Linked DNA regions of Sus scrofa: region 2 is linked to region 1. A link is a contact called in public Hi-C data. All regions are on one chromosome and are shown on one strand. Each heading gives the region's core, a stretch centred on a gene start, on an enhancer-like site or on the middle of the called end of the contact. The rest is flanking DNA. Distances are from core to core; before and after follow the strand shown. Region 1 overlaps FBXL7 (F-box/LRR-repeat protein 7). Region 2 has its middle 210 kb from the start of MARCH11.

Region 1 (7,730 bases), core at 2,619-5,118:
TTTAATTGTTATTTCCCCGATACAGTTTTTTTTCCCACTGTACAGCGTGGTGACCCAGTTACACATACATGTATACATTCTATTTTCTCACATTATCATGCTCCATCGTAAGTGACCAGGCATAGTTCCCAGTGCTACACAGCAGGATCTCATTGCTAATCCATTCCAAAGGCAATAGTTTGCATCAATACTTGCATATTAAAAAAAAAAAAAAGATGGTTGACTGCACAGGTCTCTTTTTGGTGCCAGTACTGTATCTTATGTGGCTACACTCACACTGAACTGCCCACACACTGGTCCTGTCCTTGTGTGGACCTATCCTCATTTCCTCTCAAGTGCTCTCATTGAGAGAGACATCTTTCTACCCCAGGAAGCTCCCCCTGGCATCTGATTCTGGATCCCATCCCTTCCTCTCTCCTCTTAGAGTACTCCATTGGTTATCTCTTGCCTTGTCTTCTTTTAACACACTCTCTCTCTCCCCTTCATGCTTTTCCCTTCCTTCCTTCACTTTCCTTCCTGTAGTTCAAGTGCAACATCAGTATTCTTGAGAGGAACATTTAATTAAAATATTCAGAATAGTATGTATGGTTCACATTTAACTGCTGCCATTACACTTTGCTACTCTTATTCAGAATCAATCCTAAGCCTCCTATTTTAACCAATAAAAGTCAACTACCTTTGTCACAACCCTGGATGCATCACATAAAAAAAAAAAAATGTTTCTTTGTAGGGTAGGAAGATTTGGGTGTATAAATAAGGTAAATACTTTCCAGTGTACAGTACAGCATATTCTGCTGCTTCATATTTCCTCCTCTATGCCTTCAGCACCAAGATCTATTTGAGAAACCTCTCCCAGAGCTCGGTCCTCCTGGTCTCCTGGACATTTGTGGGTTCTCTCCATAAGCATCCAATTTCAATTTGCCCATGTTATTTCCCATCAACTGAGTTCTTTCTTTTCAGTCATTATTATTATTATTATTTAGTGAGGACTTGACCACACCCTAGTATCTAGTGGTAATTATGGATTTTTTTCCCCATCATAAATGATGGTTGGTCAGGGAGGGGCACCCAACTCTACGCAGGCCAGTGAAGGGAGAGTGAATCCCAGGACCTCTAGTGGTCCAGAAAAAAAAAATCAGCTTCCTTCCCCTATAGTCTCAACTCCAGCTGTACCTGAGACTGATGTGTGCCCTGCCACCCTTCCCAGAATCCCTGTGCAATTTGTGTGGAGTTACTAAGTGTTCTAATAGAAGTGAGCTGCTGTCCTACTGGAATGCCTTTTCCCCAGTGGCAAGGATACCTCTTATTCAACTTTTCTTTCCCATCTGTCAAAGAGGACATGACACCTGGTATGTCCTCAATAAAGAGTTTCTAAATTGGATAGCTTTGCAATGAGACTCTACCATACAGCACAGGGAACTATATCCAGTCTCTTGGGATAGAACATGATGGAAGATAATATGAGAAACAGAATGTCATCTATGTATGACTGGAAATCCACTCTACTTTAATAAAAAAATAAATTTCCCATCATGGCTCAGCAGAAATGAATCTGACTATATCCATGAGGACGAAGGCTCGATCCCTGGCCTCACTCAGTGGGTTAAAGATCCAGCGTTGCTGTGAGCTGGGGTGTCAGTCGCAGACACAGCTTGGATCTGGCGTGCTATGGCTGTGGCCCATGTAGGCCAGTGGCTACTATTCAACCCCTAACCTGGGAACCTCGTATGCCGCAGGTATGCCCTTAAAAAGACTAAATAAATAAATAAACAAATAAATTGGATAGCTTTGTTGTGAATTTCCAAAGGTAAGACGTCATTGGCAATTTATGAATTAGAACCATAATTTTACTTATATTATCAAGATACATCTTTACCTAAAAAAGTTTTTTTAGATTATTTGCAACAATCTTCATCTTGTGAAGATTTTTTTTCTAATTTCATAGTTGTATGTGAATCAGCCTCTCCTATAATTCCTGAGGGAGACTAGTCTCAAGTTGCTGTAAAATGACAGCTCTCAGGAAAGTATTAAACAGGGGACACCCATTTATTCTGTTGTCCCATTGGGCTTAGAATTCCAGTTCTGCCATTTACTGGCTGTGGGATGTTGAGCGATTTACTTAATATCTCAGACCATCATGTACGTAGTCATGAGATGTAATAACTCAGCAGTGGTGAATGCATACGGGATGCTTGCTAGGTGGCTGCTGTCTTATTCTTTCTCTTAACTGACCCTCACAGACCTACAAGGAACATAATATTATCACCATCATCATCACCATCCCCTTTTGGCATATTCGGAAATGAAAGATTAAAGACTTTCTGCACCGAAAAGCATTAAAGAAATTCCAGAGCCCTCATCTATAACCACTACGAAGTCAAGAGCAGCTTTTCTGGGGTTTCAGGGAGATGAGCTGAAAGTGCCTGAGAAAGTCCTCATGTTCCCCTCACCCTAATAGCACCTGGCTGAGCTCACTCTTATTTCTCAGTTAGGAAGAACTTCATAGCCCAGATTAACTTTGATCTTGGGGATGGACATGAAGGCATGATAGTGTAGACCAAGCTTCTTTAACTGCCTCAGTAAAGATCATCCTATGTGGGGTCTGAGGTGAGCCAGTGAATCCAAATGATGCCCCTCAGAAGGTGCCAGCGTGAGTGTGTGGATCCAGACAGTAAGGTGAGGGGACTGTTTGTTTTCTAATGAACAAACCTGGATGGCCTTTCCTCTGGAGGAATTCCTGTCAACTCTGCTTTATGAAGGCTAGGTATTTCTCTATCCCATATTTCAGCGGGTTCATTTTTTAAATGATGGCACTTAGCAAAATAACTGTTTTCCCATTGATTCTGCTTCCAAATAGCATGGATATTCCAGCTGATGTTACTTTTTTTCTTTGAGATTTGAGTAGTAATATTAAAAACACATATTTCATAGTGCATTATTGCACACTATTGTACACACACTATATATGTAAACATTCATTTGTCACCATAACCCTATAGATGGCCATTTTATAGACAAGGAAACCGAGGCACGTGGTTCTCAGATGTTAGTGTGCATCAGAAATCACCTAGAGGGCTTGTTAAATAGATTGCTGGACCTTACTCTCAGAGAGTTTCTGATTCAGGAGGGCTGGGGTGTGGCCTGAGAATTTGCACTTATAGCAAGTTTGCAGGGGAAACTGATTCTGACATTGTCATTCTGGGGACCACTTGAGAGCCACTGAGACTAGGTAGGTTGCACAGGGCTACACAGCTGGTAAGTACTAGAGACTGGATTTGAATGCAAGCAAGCAAGTCTCAGAAGCCCTTGCATTACTTTGTGCAATGACTAGATAGGACTCTTCTGCCTTCACAAGAAGAATGCCTGTTTCCATATATAGCCAATTTCTACTTTTCTGCCTATAAATATGCATGTTTGTGTGGGTGTCTGTGCATAGGTATGGATGAATATACACGTGCATATAATAACCAGACACTTGACTGAGTCCAATTCTGTATTAACAGAGAAGAACCACTAGCAAATTCTGTGATCATTCTTATATTTACTTGATAATCATTATAATCATTAGTTTGTTTTAAGAACTGATCTCTGAGCTCATCACCATTGTTAGGACCTGATATTTGGAAATAATAGGCTCATGTTTCAAAAGCATCTCATACCTATTTCCTAGAAGTAAATCAGATTCTCTACAATTGGACATAATGACAAGTGTAATTAATGCATTAGGATTTTAGACTCTTAGTCATCAACTCCAGCCTCTCACCAGATTCATAAATCTCCAAGGTCTTTGAATCAAGTGTGGACATCCGTTGCCTGGAGACTTCCCAAGCACTCTGACTCAGTTGTGTGTGACTCCACTTGTTGTAAAACTCTTCCCCACAGTGACACAATCCTGCCTTCTGTGAGCTCCATCTGTCCCAGACTGATGCTCTCCAGTGACACATGAGCCTCTTTCCTGCTTCACGGGAGACCATCTCAAGTGTGCAAAACCTCTACCCCAGAGATTCTGGTCCCCAAGCTATGCTGACCCTCTGCTCAATGATTCCCCATACTCCAAACTTGTCTCTCTGCCTCCTGCCCTGGACATGCTCTAACCTGGCACCATCTTCTTTCTCAAATAAGTGTCTCAAAATCAATGAAATACTCCAGAAGATACCCAAGACACCCAAGATCATAGCCTTTGATCTGGACGTGGATGCTAAGATGAAGTGTAAACCATTTTATTGGCAGTTTCCCAAATACATTCTGAAAACGCCTTGCTCCCACCTGGCCATGGCTCATTTTCAGACATCCTGGCTTAGGACTTCTCCCCACACTGGTGTGAGGCCAAGATTTTCCTTTGGTTTGGTTTGGTTGTGATTGTGGCGCCCTCTGCTGTTTTGAGCAGTTCCTAACGTCTGCATTTTCCAACAAAAGGGAAGCGTGGTTCCAAGGAGAACATAACATCTGTTGATTTAAAACAATGATAATTTTCTTCCTCGTGGTAGACAAATACCATAATCCCCCTTTGCCAGTGTTGCTTAATCTAAATAACTCAGTTTCACTGCTGGCTGATGTTGGAAAAGTGGTATGTGTGTTTTTTTTTTAACGTTAGATCTTTGGAATTGATCTAACAAAAGTCTCAAGGTCCTCTTGGTACTTTTTGAAAGCTGTTATCTTGAAACATAAATTCTCAGAGTTCAAAGACACTTTTAAAATTACCAAGACAGTCTTTCTACAGATGCAAAACCGAGGTTCCAAAGTTAGAAGAGTTTCCAAGAGGCATAAACAATGTCAAAGCTATTCTGTGTGTTTCAGATGTGAACCTAATTCATTGTGAGATGTTTTTATTTTAGTAAATCAAATATATTAATTTTGGAACATCAGATACTGTAAACTTTCTGGGTTTTTTTTAATTTTAAGCCAAAATAAATAATAAACATTTAGTTAAAATTTTGTAGTAATTTAATTATTTTGGCATTTATTTAATAAAATCCATAAGCTATAAAGAATCGCTTAAAACTCCAATTTTCAGTGTTTATTTTCTTATGTTTTCTTGTTATGCTTGCTAATGCAGCTTCTGACAGAAGTAAATATATTAATAGAATTGCTGTGGCCATGCTCATTCGTATGTGATTACTAGAAACCAAGGAGAGTTTGGACCTAGTCCATAAATGTTAATATTATCTGAACTGAATCCAGTAAAATCATCTTTATTTGGAAAAAAAAATGGCTTTGTATGGAATACAAGGTCCCGATCCAATAAAACACCACATATGTTGCTGTAAAATGCTGAATAGATCTTACAACTCCCAATGAAAGTAACTTCGCAATTTACTTACTTAGGATTGTTTGAGGTTTTCACTGGTTTCTTGCCAACAGAAGGAAGGATCACACATGCATTTGAATGGAGAAGACCTGTCATATTTCTATCAGAATTAGAAATTATTTCAATTCCTTTTGCAAAGTATGAAGCTCTGAGAATTTTATTTTAACTATTTCCTAATTTCTGAATTTGTATGGTTGCAGGTCCATGGGAGGCATTATCATTTTTTCTCTGGATACTCTCCTAGGTCACTTGCAATTTTGCTAAATCTATTATTAAAAAAAAAATTGAAATGCAAATGGATAACAGTGATTCCATTGAAGGACTTAAGTTATAGAAGTAGAATTCGTTAGAGCCAGAGGGGATTGGAGCCCTTGTCAACTTCAGTTGTCCCTTGAGGGATGAGGAAAAGGAGAAACTCCAATTTGATGACCTGCCCAAGTCACAAACAAAGCCAAGAGCAAACACAGGTTCTGTTGATTCCCAGGCCAGTGCTCATTGTACTCTGCCTAAAGTACATCATCTAAGCCTCCTTATGGAGCTTTTAGGGAACTGAAAATCACAAGAAACATGCTATGGAAACTTGAAGGCACGGTTCACATTTCTTCCCTAGTTAACAGGGGCCAGGCTGAAAACAAGTCCTCTCTCGAGAGCAAAATCGAATGTACTGCAGCCAACGCTTTGTGATATTTTTGTGTGTCTGACCAATATCTGCATTAGTTCATTCTTTTGCAGTCTTTATTTCCCACTTCTTAGGTACAAACTAACATATTTGAAAATATTAGAGAAAATTCACATTTCAAAATATTTTTAGACTCCTCACTGAAGACTGAATGTCTAATGTCCACAGATTCTTAGAAAATGTAGGTGAGCTTTTAAGACTTTAGTACTTTGAGAAAATAGTGGCTAGAGGGTGTAAACTTCAGTCTGTGAAGTACAAGGTAAGGAAGAGTAGCATCAGCATGTTCTGTGATCTTCTCTTTGCTCTGTTCATCACACTGAGATCTAATCTTATGCCTAGTCTGTTGCAGAAAAAGAAAAAATTGATATTAAAAAACAGAGAGGGGAGTTCCCGCTCTGGCGTAGTGGATTAAGAATTTGACTTAATTCTTAAGGTGTGGGTTGACTCTGGCCAGGCGCCCATGGGGTAAGTAAGGATCCCATCGTCGCTGCAGCTGTAGGTCACAGTTGTGGTTCAGATTCAGTTTCTGGCCCAGGAACCTCCATTTCTGGCCGAAGTAACAGACTCTAACATGCTCTTTATACTAGTGTCTTGACATTGTAGAGGTAGAGAACCTGACATTCTCCTCTGGGCTGACCCTATGGCTTTATTTTTTTTTAATGCTAAGAAAGTGCTCAAAGAATGGTGGATCTGGCTGCTTAATGATGATGAGAAGCAGGGTTCTCTCCATTTCATTGTCAATTTCACCTTCAATAACCTTCCCAACTTCCTACCCAATGAACCCTTCCTTGTTCTTTAAGAGAATCTCCTCCATGAAGACCTTCTTTTAGTCCATGGCCTTGAGGTAGATGGCCATTCTTTGCTCTGCACTTACATAACTAACGTTCAGTTTACTGCATTTCAATTTTTTAATGTGTCTTTCTCCTAGATCCAATGTATCCGAGGGGCATAATAAATGGAATTATATTAAAACAGAAATCTTCATTTTGGCTGGTGTAGGTGCTCATTTAAATAGCTTGATCAAACAAATAGCAGGTCAAACCATTTGGCTGTTAAGGGGCACGTATTGTAGCCAGTTTATCTTGGAAGGCTCACCTAGAATGTCATTGCTTAAAATTCAATATTCTGTGAGTATCCTAATGGCTGCAGTGGGCAATTGGTAACACCTGCTGTGGATATTTTCCAAATTGTAAGTATGCACAATAATCCACGCCAAAGAGTATTAGGGACCTTGAGCAAGCATTTGTCCTTGTGCTCAAGCAACTCAGGACTGTTTTCTATGGAAAACCTTGACCCTCTATATACTCACAAAATGGGACGCCATCTAAGCTTGAGGGTCTAGCGTAAAATACTTGATTTCATAAGAGAATGTTTTCTTTAATTTTCTGTGCTTTCATTTTTCACACCTGTAAAATGGGGATAATAACTACCTTAGAGGTTATTGCTAGAATTAAAAGCACATGAAAACATGTTCAATGCCTGGCATAGTTGGTGCTTTGTAGGTGTCACTGGTTGTTATTAATATGAGATGTAATCAGGATTGCCAGGTTTACCAAATAAAAATGTGGGATGCCCACTTAAATATGGGATACCTAGTTAAAACAATGCATAATCGGTTTTGTATAAGTATGCTCCATGCAATATTTGGGATATGCTCATGCTAAGAAATCACTGATTATCTGAAATTCAGCCTTAACTGGGTGTCCTGTATTTAATCTGGCAACCATAAGTTGAGTGAATGAA
Region 2 (7,730 bases), core at 2,459-4,958, 150 kb after region 1:
TGTAGGTCACAGGTGCAGCTCGGATCCTGCATTACCGTGGCTGTGGTGTAGGTCAGCAGCTACAGCTCCGATTGGACCACTACCCTGAGAACTTCCATATGCCAGGGTGCAGCCCTAAAAAGCAAATGAAAACAAACAAACAAAAAGCCAAGGGAATACACGATTTTTGGTCTGATATGCAAATTGATTTGAGTAGCGTTTTTCCACCACCTGAGTAGAAAGCCATATCATTCTGTTTCTAAAACTATGGTTCCCTCACAGAGCACCCTGGATTCAGTTCATTTCAAAAAAAAGAAAAAAAAAGAAAAAAATACTTCTTTGGAAATTAGTTACTATTCTCAAAGGAATAAAACTCTGGGGCTTTAATGTAATTAAATTTCTTACATTAACAAATTCCAGCAGAGTAAAGAGGACTCATTGTTTCTCTGAGGCTGGACCCAGACTGAGGTAACGCAGGTAGAACAGCCCCTCACACGGGCACAACCCAGGCAGAAGGAGGAGCTTACTCTTGGGGTTCAGCTGAGGAGTTTCACAGAGAAGACCACATTTTCCCCAAACCTTTAACCTATCTCCACCAGGAAATTTAGTTTCTGGACACCCTGCTCCCAATTGCTCATCCATGGGAGGGAAACAACTTATGCCATTATCACTTCATGTGTGGAGACTGGCATGGCTTCTTAGGGGTCAGTGGAGACTTCAGAGAACAGGGTCCTTAGACAAGAGGATGTAGAAGAGGGGGAAGCCACATGGAGGAGGAGAGAGGTGGGCTCAGGAACAGGTCAGATCCTCAGGACATGGACGAATGCAGATGACATGGCGTAGAGGCAATAGGGAGCTTCTGTAGGAGAGAAGAAATTGCAGCAAAGCCAAAGACACAAGAGGCAGCACCTCCCACTTAAATGGGACCTTCAGGAGTTCCCAATGTAGCTCAGTGGAAACAAATCTGAGTAGCATCCATGAGGATGCAGATTTGATCCCTGGCCTTGCTTAGGGGTTATGGATCTGGGATTGCCGTGAACTGAGGTATAGGTTCGGCAGATGCGGCTCGGATCTGGCATTTCTGTGGCTGTAGCATAGGCCGGCACCTGCAGCTCCAATTCGACCCCTAGCCTGGGAACTTCCATATGCCAGGAGTGTGGCCCTAAAAAGTCTAAATAAATAAATAAATATGTGTGACCTTCAACAGGTCAGTAATAGAAGCTTAGAAAAGTGTTGGACTTTTTCCAAGGTCACTCAAGTGACTGATTAGGGGATGTGGGCCCAAATTAGGTCCTTTTTCTCTCTTGCTTCTCTCTGACTATATAAAGCCTGTCAAAACAATAGTTCCTTCTTATATTACAATCCTCTGAAGCATGAGAAAGGACTCAGTCTTCCTCACCTTATTTTTCCTGACAGCCTGAGGCATGTAGGACGTGTACAGGTAGGAAGAGATGTTTGTGGTACAGAATTTATTTTTTCTTAATCATAAGCATCCTATTGCTGTTCGTGCAGCTCTACAAAACCTGTCCTGAATATGTTCACATACTCATACACATACCCACAACACACCACACACTGCCATGGATTCCAGAAGAAATGTTTGGCTTTTGTCTCCTTATGTGCAAAGAACCATCCTGAGCTGACCCTTCTTTTAGTAACCCTTCCTGCCTGTGGTTTTCTTCTTTTCTTTTTTGGTCTTTTGTCTTTTGAGGGCTGCACTCGAAGCATACGGAGGTTCCCAGGCTAGGGGTAGAATCAGAGCCGCAGCTGCTGTCCTACACTGCAGGTGCAGCAACATGGGATCCGAGACTCATCTGTGACTTATAACACAGCTCACAGCAACGCCAAATCCTTAACCGACTGAGCGAGGCCAGGGATGGAACCCACATCCTCATGGATGCCAGTGGGTTTCATTAAACAGTGAGCTATGGCGGGAACTCCCCTTCCTGCATTTTTAATTGCTGGTATAGTCTCCATGTGAAAGTAGCAGAATTTGCATCAGTGGCTTCAAGTTGAGGAACTAAAAAGTATGGATGCTGGGGCTATAGCCTAGAGATTCATTTTAATTGATCTGGGATGGGGTTCAGGCATCAAGAAACTTAAAGAATCCACCCCCCCAGCTTATTTTAATGTAGAGCCAGGATTGAGAACCACCAATGTAAATTTTATTACTTTTCCATGGAGAAACACTGCCTCTCAACTAATGGAATCTGAATCTCTGGGGAGCAGGCCCAGGCAGCTGTATTTTTTAAGCTCTCCCATGTGACCACAATGTGTAGCCAGGGTTAAGAATCTATGCATCAAAGCGGTGGTTCTAGGCCAGTAACACATATAGAAACATCTAAGGAGATCTGTAAAAACACAAATCCAAATAGCATGCTCAGCCTAAATCAGGTTCCTTGATTTGCAAAACTTCCACTTCTGTCACTGCTAGTGACAGAGGACGCATTAATGGGAGTAGACAGTATGTGACTTGCTTTTTGAACTCCTCATACCCAGCTAAAGGTGAAGCATCCCATCCCATGGTGTTGCTACTACTTCAGACAAAGGAAAAAGATCCCTTGAGAGGCTCTGAAAAGGAGATTGTGGAGTGTTGACAAGCAGACGTGGCCAAGATGGTGTCCCAGATGGGCTTCTGTGCTGATGTCTGGGAGTGACGTCATTGCCCTAAATGGAACCAAGTTTATATCTGCACATAGTTGACCCCTAAAAGTACTTATTGAATTAAATGAATTTAAAGAAAGTTCCCTATGGGCCCGAATCTCTGCCTCCAGGGTATTCATCTATCAACAGGAGTCTTTATGGAATTTGTTCAAAAGAGTTTACTGGTAATAAACAGCTCCCAGCTATGATGAATTTTGGTCCTGACATTGGACAGTCTGCTGCTAGTGGCAAATGAAGAGAATGTCAGCTCTGAGTGTCTACGCTATCCTGTACCTGTCAACTCTCTCCCTTCACAGGTGGGAGAGGAAAGCATTAAGGGTGAACATACATTCTCATGAAAGAAGCACCACCGTTGCTTTTCAGTAGCATGACCTTGCATTGAGCTGGCAAATGAGAAGCACAATTTGTCTAGTGCAAAACCAGTCCCAGGTAATCTCAGCAAAATGTCACAGGGAACGTCGAGGCTTTCTTTATCATCACTGTGGTCATTAAGGAATATTCTTCCTTTTCGAGCAACTACACGTTTTATGAGATTAGCTGCCTCTCACTTCAGGGCACTGTATTCCAACCTTTCACCTCCACTCCCTAACATAATGTTGACTCCTTGGCTAAAAATACAAGGCACTTCTGTTAAGAGAGCTAACTGCTGGAAATATTAGAGCTGCAAGCTGAAAGAAATGAGGTGTGTGCCACAGACCACATAAAATGATGAAAGCAATTTAAAGACAAAATGTACAGAGTAACGAGGAATGATTTCACAATATCAAAAGCATATGAGTGTCCTGCTGTTTTGCGCAATGCTCTGCAAACCTTGGCCTTGGTCCAGCTTGGCCTGGGAACCTCCCTGGATGAGGCCTGGCCAGCTAGCCCCTTCCAGCTTCAAAACCAACCTTTCTGACCATCACATAGAGGTCAAGGCAGGGATTAGAAACCAGAACTTCCCAGGGCTGTCCATTTCTTGCTGACTCAGAAGAGGGACAAAAGCAAAGCACTTTGCAATTGACCGAGTGGCCTGTGATCTAACTGTTATTCCTTCTGGTTAGATTCACCATTGCCCTTTTAATGAAACACTTCGTTGATCAAGAGCTCCATCTATGGGAGAAATCGGTTATACCGATTCTACCCTTAGCGTCTCCAAGAGGATAATTCACACTAGAACAATGATTCTCATTGGGGTGATTTTGCCCCCCAGGGGACATTTTTGGCAAAGTCTAGAGACATTGTTGTCTCCATTGTTGGAGGCTACCAGTGTTGTCCAGTGGTTATAGGGCAGGGGTAGTGCTAAACATTCTGCAATGTACAGTATACAACAAAAATTTTCCCTCCCTATGACAAGGTGGAGAAATTCTGCTTGAGAAGAGTCTGTGAAATTTATGCTTATAGATGGGTTCCCCCAGACAAAAATATTAATTTTTGATTTAAATCTTTTCATATTCCCCACCACTACTTTAAGCTTCTCATATCCCCACTTTTTCTTCTAAACTCTTTCACTCTAAGGTAGTAGTAACTTAATATATTAATCTGCATCCAAGAGGTCAGTACTCAAGGCAAAGAAATGAATCCGTAATGGTAAAGTTTCAGTTTCATGGACTAAATGGGACTAACTCTTTGGTCAACCTACCTCCATGGCTGGTTAAGTAAACAAAACTAGAACCACTGTAGTTGACATTATGGCTGTAAAAGTCCTCATGGTATAAATGCAATGCTGGGAACGATTTCAGCTTTATTGGGTTCTCCATTCAACACATGCTGTTCAGTAGGTTACCATTTGGTTTATAAGCAAGGTTTCGGAGAACTAAATACTGAGAGTCAGCTTCTGAGAGATTTTCATTCTGCTGTCAGAGAAGCACCCGTACCTCTAGAGTTTATGATAGAGCAGATTTTTATTAAAAAAACAAAAACAAAACAAAAAAAAAAAACAGGTCTGGGACAGACTTTTCTGCCCTTTGAGGACTCCTCATTTTGATCAGCATGGGAGTTTTGACCTGCTCCATTTCTGACCTGGGCCAATTTACCCTTCCTTAAGCCACTTGGTGGTCCCTTGATGCTGAACTTAGTGCGGACACCGTATCAACACTATGCACTACAACCCAGAACTGCTGGGATCAAGCCATCCTCCAGCCTTCGCCTCTTGAGAAGCCATGGCTAGGGGCACATGCAACCACACCCGAGGACTCCACATTGGGGACTCTCAATAAAACTTTGAAGTTTCATGCTTCAGGACTGTGGCGACCTTGGGTGCTTTGAGAGACCAACCCCTACCCCACAGAGAGGAATCTTTGTCCCAACTGCCAAGCCTACTGCTACCCTCCTCCAGGGAACCCTACTGTAACCACACTCCCTCCAAGAAAAGCAAGGATAAGCCTACCTGACAAAAGAAATGAGTTATCTCTCTTCATCTGTAGCAGTTTGTCTCTCTCCTCTGCTCTCTAATGACTAAGCATTAAATTCATCTCATCAGCCAATGAGCACCTAGAGTGTACAGAGCAAAGCCATGAGAATGCAGAGATGAAGAAGAGGGACTCACTCCATGAGATGTCCAAGCAAGGGTGTCGTTCCGGCATTCCCTGACTCCAGAACATTTTTTCCCCTGTGGCTTTTGGCCCTGCATGTCACAGTTCAAAGAAAACAGACATCCTCGAAAATTACCTTCCCATCTATTCAGTCCTTAGCAGTAGCAGATTAAGTCTGAAGACCTGGAAGTCACTGAGATCTTGCCCAGGTTTTCTACACAATATCTAGATTTCCATACTGTGACCTCAGCCAAGTACACAGTGAGAAATATGAACTCATCCTAAAAATTTATATTAAATGAGTAATGATTTAATAACTTTCTTCTTCAAGTGCCATCAGTAAGAAATTGTACAGTTTTATGGGAAACCTTGATTTATTGGTGCGGCAGATTGCCTCAGCACAGCTAGTTTGCCTCATAATTTGTGGGAAAGAAACAAGATTAAAAAGAAATTTGAAGGGGAAAAAATGAGTGCAGGAAAATTGGCAACGGAGCTCATGCAATATTAATTGTAATTGAGAAAAGAACATCCCTGCTGAATCTGGGCATTTTTATATACTATGTGCACTGATAAAACCAGTGTCCTCCAAAGCTATCTGATGTCTGCTCATTACTCTTATTCAAATGGATCTGTTGAGTAGTGAATCTTAAAATGATATTCTGAGTAATTGTAAGAATATAAGATAGAGAAAATAATGATACAACACCTACAAACAACATAAGCTGTGAAAGGTGCTGACTTGTTCTTTTTCCCAAGTGGGACTTGGTGAGATTGTTGGAGGACTGAAGGATGATGGGAAGAAATGAATCATCCCATTCAGGTACTTAATAGATGAAGTAAACCATTGAAGTATTTTATCATCTTCGTTCTAAGGACAAAACTTTCCAGAATATTGGACACTCATTCTAGGATCTAAGTGAATAGTGAATAAAGATGAAGAAGACATCTGGCCAAGACTCCATCTACTCCTACGAGGTCAATTTACAACAGTTCAACCTAAGACTATAGATTTTTGAAAAAGATGACAACTCTGAATTATATACTCATGGTTGTCTATAACAATATTATTTGCTAATAAAAATGCTGCTAAATTTTGGTTTACTTGAAAAATAGTTCATTTCTTTTTGCTGTACAGAAAAAAAATGTGCTTTAACAAATATGAATATTGTATCTACATGGGGCTTATATTACTAAGAGTATGTAATTGCTTTTGTTACCAATAAATCAAGGTTAATAGGCAGTTTGGGCAATTTGTTTAGATTCCTCATGTTTTATTTGAAAAGTGGAGTTATTAAATCATCACCCATTTGTTATGAACTTATAAAACACTACAGTTTCAGTGACATACCCTATATACATCAAACATAAAAAGCTAGCTTTTCTACTCAGCCTCTTTCAAGAGTAGCCTGGTTCTAAGAAACTATGGGCTTTATAAGAATTTCTGCAGACCTTTGAGGTTAGAAGGTGAAGAGCATCTGACCAGCCCTCACAAGGCAGCCATGAAGAGCCCAAACTCTCCAGTGCTGTCTGTATCCCGCAGGTCTAAACCCCATGCCATTTCTTAATTATGTTTACTCTAATGTACCCCCTAAGAGTCTGCCTAGTTGAAGATTTGAAGACTTCCTAAAGTTGTTCATTCTACTTGTGCATAGATTTAACTATTAAAATACTGTTTCTTAGAGTTCTTATTGTGGTTCAGTGGGTTAAGAACCCAACTATTCTCCATGAGGATGTGGGTTCTATCCCTGGCCTTGCTCAGTGGGTTAAGGATCCAGCCTTATACAAGTGGAGTGTGTCACAAATGTGGCTTGGATCCAACCCCTAGCCTGGGAACTTCCCATATGTTGCAGGTGCAGCCGAAAAAAGAAAAAGAAAAAAATACTGTTTCTTTATATTGATCTCAAGTGTAATTGACAAGTCCAGTAATTGTCATTGTCAACATGGATCCTAGACTACCCCATAAAACCACATTAAAAAAAAATGTGTTTGTGGCTGCGTGTGATGATACTTCCTCCTTCAGAGACAACCCTTACAATTATCTGTAGATAGCAGGCAACTGTCACTGTCTGTGTCCGTACTCTTGAGACTGTTCTCAATGGGCTAAATGAATGCGTTTCTTTATATAACTTAGAATCAAATCTCCTCTCTAGTTTAGGATTAACTTTGATAATAGATTGGCTCCTCTGTTCTTAACATAACTCCTCTTTGTCCAAATGCATTTAAAGCTTGACATTCAGGATGTCGGCAATAATCCAGTGGTCTTCTGAACTAGTAAGCAGAGTTGTTACCTGCTCTTTATTTCATGTCTCTAATTTAACATAGTTTTATTGAGCAGGTACTATGTACTGTGTTGGAGGTACATCAAAGGACCACAAGATACAACCTCTGCTCTGGTGAGACAGCTTTAAATGAATACATAACAATAGACATAAATGACTACTTGTGATAAGGGAAATGAAGACAAAAGAATTTAGGTGCTTTAAACAAGAATAACAAGAACAGATGTGACTTAGATTTTGAACTCAAGAGAGTTTTCTCTAAGGAACATTGACCCTGAGGCCAGAAAAAGGAATA

The links. A called contact is a pair of places that touch in the nucleus more often than the background predicts.
Region 2: a contact with region 1 is called in a Hi-C map of embryonic fibroblasts, with 2.7 times the contacts expected there. The contact joins two enhancer-like sites. A contact is called at or near these places in 4 of 47 Hi-C or Micro-C datasets (embryonic fibroblasts, heart right ventricle, mesenteric adipose tissue and 1 more) and 1 of 2 datasets of contacts at active chromatin or transcription factors (skeletal muscle).

Annotation. Positions count from the first base shown.
Region 1 is chr16:5,096,578-5,104,307 of Sscrofa11.1, forward strand. The region is part of intron 2 of FBXL7 (F-box/LRR-repeat protein 7); the gene reads left to right. Among named protein-coding and RNA genes, the nearest start is that of FBXL7, 320 kb to the left of the region's middle. Within about 2 kb of position 3,869, at least 2 of the 83 cell types and tissues checked have an H3K27ac peak or open chromatin away from gene starts, as enhancers often do. A contact at or near this core is called in embryonic fibroblasts, where this site is marked.
Region 2 is chr16:5,245,258-5,252,987 of Sscrofa11.1, forward strand. No RefSeq gene overlaps it. Among named protein-coding and RNA genes, the nearest start is that of MARCH11, 210 kb to the right of the region's middle. Within about 2 kb of position 3,709, at least 15 of the 83 cell types and tissues checked have an H3K27ac peak or open chromatin away from gene starts, as enhancers often do. A contact at or near this core is called in embryonic fibroblasts, where this site is marked.